2 separate regions of the Mus musculus genome follow, and region 1 is linked to region 2. Evidence: chromatin contacts called from public Hi-C data. All regions are on one chromosome and are shown on one strand. The core of a region is the stretch at or near the end of the contact, and the rest is flanking DNA. Distances in the headings are between cores, read along the strand shown. Region 1 has its middle 220 kb from the start of Gm20125. Region 2 has its middle 600 kb from the start of Gm20125.

Region 1 (3,258 bases), core at 68-2,567, 380 kb after region 2:
ATTATTGACCGGTTCAACGTTCACATAGATCTCAGGACATTATGCTGAGGACAAAATCCAATTAATTGACTGAACAACCCAATCAAAAAGGTTACATACTATATATTTAATTAATCTAACAAAATAAGAAAGACAGAGTTCTAGAAATGGAACAGAGATCAAAGGTTGCCAACTATTGAGGCTACTTGGAGGGAAAAGAGGGAATAAAATAACTATGAAAATATGGCATGAAAGATATTTTTGTAGTTGTGAAATACCTGCTTTTCATGATTGAAGTAGTTCTTGCACAGAACTGCACATGGGATAAAATGACACAGAAGCACATGTGCTTAGTAAGATGCTAGCTTGTTGCACTGTGCATTGTACTATATTTATGTGAGACCAAACTCCTTGGGAGAAAACTGGATTAAGGTTGCATGAGAAGCCTCTATAGTATTTTTCTAAATCTCTATAAATCAATAAAAAAATTTAAAAACCATTCAATAGTTTATTAAAAATCAAATCCCTGAGTAAACTACTTAGTTACATTAATTTCTTTTTGAGTTGACTACATGTTTACCAGATTCTACAAGCAGAGTTGGCACCCTTTAGCCTTCAAATGTAATCTTAACATTATTAGACATGAAGAGGAATGCCTGGCATCCCTGGTCTCTACTCCCACTTCTCATATTCAGAAGCCCTGCTGTGGGGCTAGGCTGATACTGTGCTTTCTCCCCACTCAGTTCACTTCATCAAGGCTTTCTTTCCTACATCCTATTATCAGCACCAGAACTAACTAGGATGCCAGATCAAGAACTTTACCTTCTGATCCTTCTGATTGACTTGGCAGAACAATGTGACCCACACTCAGCATTCTATAGACTGGTGAAATTAGTACATTCTTTTAGATGGACAGAGTCGAGCTTAAAATTAAACTAGCAAAACAGTATCATACTTGAATGAATGAATCCCTTTCTTATTAATCTTCTTTTCTTTTTTTTAAAATTTTATAAGACAGGCCAAATATCAGGTGGAGCTGAGGGCATCTTATGGAAGAGTGGGGGATGGAACTGAGCAAACTGGAGTGGTCAAGGATACCACAAGGAGTCCTACAGAGTCACCTAACCATGGGGACTCACAGAGACTGAACCACCAACCAAAGAGCATAAAGGGGCTGGCCCTAGGCCCTCTACAAATTTGTATCAGATCTACAAGTTGGTTTTCATGTGGAGCTGTCTTTGACTCTGTTGCCTGCCATTGGATCACCTTCCCCAGGGAAACTGCCTGCTTGGGCCCACTGGGAGAGGAATGTGCTTAGTCATGCTGAGACTGGATGTGCCAGAATGGAGTGGTACCCAAGGGGGATTTCCCCTTCTCTGAGGGGACTGGTCATGGGGTGGCATGGGACTTATAAGAGTAGGACTGAGAAGAGAGAGTAGCTGCAATCAGGAGGTAAAGTGAGTGAATGAGTAAAGAAATAAATGAAAAAAGAAAAGAAAAAAAGTGGTATATAATACACTTCTGCTTTGTTTTACTGAATACTTTAATGTGGGCATGTCTGATCAAGCCATGACTTGGCAGTATATAATCCTGTGATATATATGGATACATTTGCTGGCCTGTCCTCTAGGACTATAATCTGGAATGGAAAGTTCCTAATCAGCCCTGTGCTTATGTACATGTCCCAGTATTGCTTTTACTAAAGACTGGTCATCACAGGGCTTCCTGTGATTTTTAACACCATCCTTTGCAGCAGCCAGTAAAAGCAAGTGTATCTTTTCACATGTACGAAGAATGACTATTCATAATAATGGCTTCTCAAAGTCACAAGAAAGCAAAAAAAAAAAAAAAAAAAAAAAAAAAACCAAACCGAACCAAAAATAAAAAACAAACAGAAAGGCTCAAAGTACTCAAAGCCACTCCTTGGAATTCCCACCAATGTTCTTTCCCTTCCCAGACAAGTCTTCCCCTTGTGATTCTAAAGAAAATTCATGAAAGCATTTTCTTTTTTATAAGAAAGTTGTTTTAACTCATTACTGAAAATCATGCCTAAGAAATGCTAAAAAGTCATAAAACACCACTTTGCCTCTCAATGAAGTGTGCAGCATGTATTTATAAGCTTTTAGTATAATAATTTTATAACCAAACAGCTGCTGGAACAATGAATTTTTATAACCACTGTCTCAGTTGGCATTTTTCTCCTAAATATGACAAAATAAAGTTTTTGTGATACAATCCATCTAGCTCAGCTGCATTTAATAGAATCATCAGCAAAAGAAGAATCCGTGAGATAAAAACCATACTCCTAGCAGAATGAAATTAAAAAATGCATGTTGTTAATCTACTGTTTTTACTTACGTTTTCCTGGTGGTTTGTATAATAGTGTTTTTTATGTCCCCCAAACAAATAACAGCTATGTCATTTTAAAGCTACTTTGGATAAATATTTGTTTTCTGTTTATCATCAAATCAACATAAGGTCATCTTTTCACATGGCTACCTTTGTGCTATATATTACGACAGGCTGAATATATCAATAAAGACTTGATATTACCTTTCATTTAAAAACCAAGAAAGCTACTGGAAATAGATATAATCAAGTAAAATACAACGGGACATGTGGATGCCACCCAGTAATGAGCTCTCCTGTGAAGTAATGACTTTCTTCTCTCTGGAGGTTCTCCAACAGAGGCTCAAGCTGGCCTTAGCTTCTATGACAGCGTTACAGCAATGACTGATCCATGGCCAGAAAATGGCAGTGAATTATATTTAAGAGCCTTTCTAATTTTAACTGAAACTCTGAAATAATACAGTTTACAGCTAAAGCTGCAAAATAAACCCCTTCTCAGAGCATCCACTGACTGTAGTGTCAGTAGGTTTTTCTGCTTTTGATCTCCCCTTAATTATTCATATGCTCCTCTGAAATATTTGTGTGAATTGTTGAATGAAACATTTTCTTCAAGAGAAATAGCCTGTCCTTCCTTTTAAAAAGTGAATCCCATCCAAGAAATAGCCTTATTGTTTTCACGGTGGCTTTCTTTTGTTTGTGTGTTTTCTTTGAGTACTCTTATAGAATTTGGTAGAAATAATTCCACTGCTAGTAGGCCCTACATTCAAATCACATCACTATTATATCCCTGATTATAAGCTTATATTAAACATTGAGATATGGCATAATTAGCAGCAAAAGCATAACTAACAAATATAAAATAATTTTTAGGAAAATTTAAAATCGTTCTTGGCAACAATCAATTTATATATGTCATGTCAAATTAAAAGG
Region 2 (3,739 bases), core at 975-3,474:
TTCTCAGTTGGAAAATCAATGCTTTCTAATGCTTTCCATTTTCTCTCTACACTTAAAGCTATCAACAATATGCCTCTGCTCTTAAGATATGATGATATGCAATAAGCCCTCCTCATTCTGAGGTTGGAAGGGGAAAGCATATACCAGTTGGCACTGAAGAAATTCTGTTCGTCCTTAACTACTTGAGACTGCAGGAATTCCTAAAACAGTCTACTCTGCACATCACTGCTTTCTCCAAGGTACTTAACAGATATACTAAAGTATCACATAATGAAGGAGGCCAGTCGCAGCTGTCACTCAATGGTAGAGAATGTATATCTCACATTATAGAAAGGGAAGAAAGTGAGAAATGATTCTGAGTTAGATATGCAGGGAAATACCCAAAAGTTAAAGTAAGGGACGTTTCTCTAACTCTCACTTTAAAAAGTATATACTGTCTTGACACTAGGACTTTGAACTGCCAGCCTAAATAGACACCAGGTGAGTCTCAAATTTTCCCTTCAGTGAGAATAGCACCAATGAGAAAGACTATCTTTTCTGATATTTTTCTTCAAAGTATAAAGCTATCAAGAGCATGAGCAAGAGGAAAGAAAAAAAGCCCCAGTCAGTTCAGAGAGATCCAGGTCAAGAAAGAATACATCCAAGAAAACAAATTAGGATCCCTGTATAAGCTTCAAAGAGCTGTTTGAGAGTTTATGAACACATATGGGGTTTGGAAAGGGAATGCAGACAGAAATGTCTACAAGGGCCTTTTCCTCAAGCTCAAAGATCTAACCAAACGAGGTCTTGAGAAACTTCTTGCTACCCAGACAGATCCTGCAAATCTAGCCCTGGTCACATATCAATTCATAGGGTGTTCCACTTATCTCAGAGGAAGCAGGGATTTCTCTGTTAAAGAGATGCCATTAGCCGAGCGTGGTGGCCCAAGCCTTTAATCCCAGCACTCAGGAGGCAGAGGCAGACGGATTTCTGAATTTGAGGCCAGCCTGGTCTACAAAGTGAGTTCCAGGACAGCAAGGGCTATACAGAGAAACCCTGTCCTGAAAAAACAAACAAACAAACAAATAAATAGAGAGAGAGAGAGAGAGATGCCATGGAATATTTCAGGATATCTTGTGCCCAAGAATTTTTAGACTTTCCTTGGCACCGAAGCCTGTGCAGTGATCTCCACCTAACCCTGACCTGACTGTAGGTATGGTTATATACCGTATAGTTTGAGTGTTTGCATTTCTTTCCAAGCTTCCCTGCTATCCTGATAACTGAGGCTATTCATTTGCTCAAGGCAAAATACTAAATTGTCAGGCATCCCAGCATGGCAAGTTCCTGGCCCCAGCTCAGGGCTCTGATTCACAACTGTAACAAATCTTTAAACCCAGAGCCTACAAATGGTAGATTACAGCTAAGCCTAAAACTGACTCGCATCCCACTAGTGTTCATTAGTTATCATCGATGTTGGCTAGCTATGCAATTTTTTGAAGGAAAGTTATTTCACCTGTGAACCTCAAATACATATACAAAGCAAATATATGCTTCAGTTTGTAATAGTGATGTCATAATTGTAATATTATTTTAATTTTTAATGTGATGGTCTTACAATCTAAGGATTAATTCAATGAGTGAACTTCAAAAATTCTAAATAAAGTAAATTAGTTGTATTTATTATTTTTATCTTTGGAAAGACCTCTTGGTTTTGGTGTGGATCAGCACAATCAATATCTCATTGTATCACTTTTATATCAATTCACTGAATTTGTTCCCTGTATTAAATGATTAGATCATTGTGACAACTCACTTCCGGGCTATATCTTGGAAATGATTGGACCTGGGGAAGCTTCATTAGATAAAAAATAGAATAAATTTGTCTAAGGCAAAATTTGTGTGCTCTTAATTTCACCCAGAAAATACATACATAAAAGCTTGGGATATCACTAGGACTGTGAGGTTCTAATCTTTTCCTTGCTCGGCTGAACTCTCTTAGCTCTTTTACTTATTTGTTTATTAAAAGAGTAGCTATAGCTTAGATTGGGTTCTATCTCATCTCATAGCTGAGACTGGCCTTGAACTCCTGCTGTCAGCTCACAACTGCTGAGATTACAGGCATGCCAACCCTGCCCTACTTTAGATGTTTTGTGAAAATAGAGTTTTGTAATAGATGAATCTACAGGAAGGAGTGACTCAGAGCACTGGCTAAGGTTGACTTCTTTCTGTGTTTCCTGTTTTCCTTACAAGTATGTATTTTTGGCAGGGAGTCTTGTTATAAACTGTCTGTGGTAGTTGTTTCATGACATTGTATTAAGTTGCTAAAATGGGAGAATTCTGAGTTAGTGAATGACTAACCAGTATTTTCATCCTGAATAATGATAGACCTACTAGACAGTCGTAACTAGATTTTCCATTTCTTCCCTGACAACAGCACATGGTTGTGATGTCAAAAGTCCTTTAAATAGACACATATACAAAGTCTGAATGTTCCAGTCTTGCTTATTTTCCTCTCAATGATAACCTCAACACAAAGGTATCAACTTTGGTCACAGCCTTATTTTTGTAGGGAACTTTAGCTATCAGGTTTCTTAATGTGAAATTCCATCGTCTTTCTTGTTAGTCTTAGTTTTTCTCCAGAGTTAAAGCTTGTAGTCACAAAGAATAAGAGATCAATCTAATATGCCATTTTGAAACTTTGTTCTATTTAAGATGAGTAGTTTTCTCAAAGGGGAAACATATTATGCATCAGACTGAAACAAAATATTATTGCTGACAAGAAAGAGACTTTAAAATGAGCTCCTATGACAGCAAAGTGAATTTTAAGACAATACAAAAGCTCGCTTCTCTCCAGTAAAATACATATTTCTGTCTATTGATCTGAGATATAAAGTGCTTACCGCTCTGCTATCAAAGTAACAAGAAAATACATTTCTAGTCAGTCTAAGAGCTTGATAAACATATCTGCATTACAGGGCACTCCACTATGTGTCTTCTTTGTCTATGTGATGAGATCTGCTTACAAATTTACAATCACTAATAAAGCAAATGGGTAAATGAAACAGGTATTTTTACAATATTTGTGATATTTTGATTAAGTGCTTAAATGTTTTAGAGTGTTTCATCAAGTTCATGCCTCAGAGAGGTATTTATTCCTAAATGTGTAATAGAGGGCAAAATGACAGCCTCAAGTCAGATGACGCATTGACTTAAATCAAATTAGTGACATCCAGGTTAGTGTGAGCTGAGAGGAATTTGAAATATGAGCATAAAATCTGCAATTATTTGCTTTTATTTTCATTCTATATTTCAGTACCATGAAAAGATTACAAGATGAGGTTCAACTCTCTTTTTATGTTATAATATAAAATTCATTCAGCTTCTCCATGCAAGTTTATAGTTTCCCATGGACAACTGGTTATTCTTCTTGACGCCACTTAAAAGTACTTTTCAATTAGAAGACTACATCTTTCGCAGAATGTCTTCCTGAGACTTGACCTTTCTGTTTTGTTTTAAATAAATTCCTCAAACTAGAACAAAAAAAAATCATGTTTTTCATTCTTCTGGAATTTATAGTCACAGGATTGATGCCTCCCAATGAAAAGCTGCTTTTCTTGGGTGTTTTCTTCAGTGTTGCGTATTCAACTTAATAGTTCGTAATAGTGTGCAAAATGCCAACCTCAAGATAGCATGCTCTGCAATGGCAGGCAAAAATAAAACAACAAAACAAACAGAACAAACAAACAAACAAATCTCTACT

Evidence for each region. A called contact is a pair of places that touch in the nucleus more often than the background predicts.
Region 1: a Hi-C map of embryonic fibroblasts shows a contact between it and region 2, with 5 times the contacts expected there. The contact joins two enhancer-like sites.

What each region holds. Positions count from the first base shown.
Region 1 is chr10:16,877,119-16,880,376 of GRCm38.p6, forward strand. No RefSeq gene overlaps it. Among named protein-coding and RNA genes, the nearest start is that of Gm20125, 220 kb to the right of the region's middle. Within about 2 kb of position 1,318, at least 40 of the 459 cell types and tissues checked have an H3K27ac peak or open chromatin away from gene starts, as enhancers often do. A contact at or near this core is called in embryonic fibroblasts, where this site is marked.
Region 2 is chr10:16,496,592-16,500,330 of GRCm38.p6, forward strand. No RefSeq gene overlaps it. Among named protein-coding and RNA genes, the nearest start is that of Gm20125, 600 kb to the right of the region's middle. Within about 2 kb of position 2,225, at least 36 of the 459 cell types and tissues checked have an H3K27ac peak or open chromatin away from gene starts, as enhancers often do. A contact at or near this core is called in embryonic fibroblasts, where this site is marked.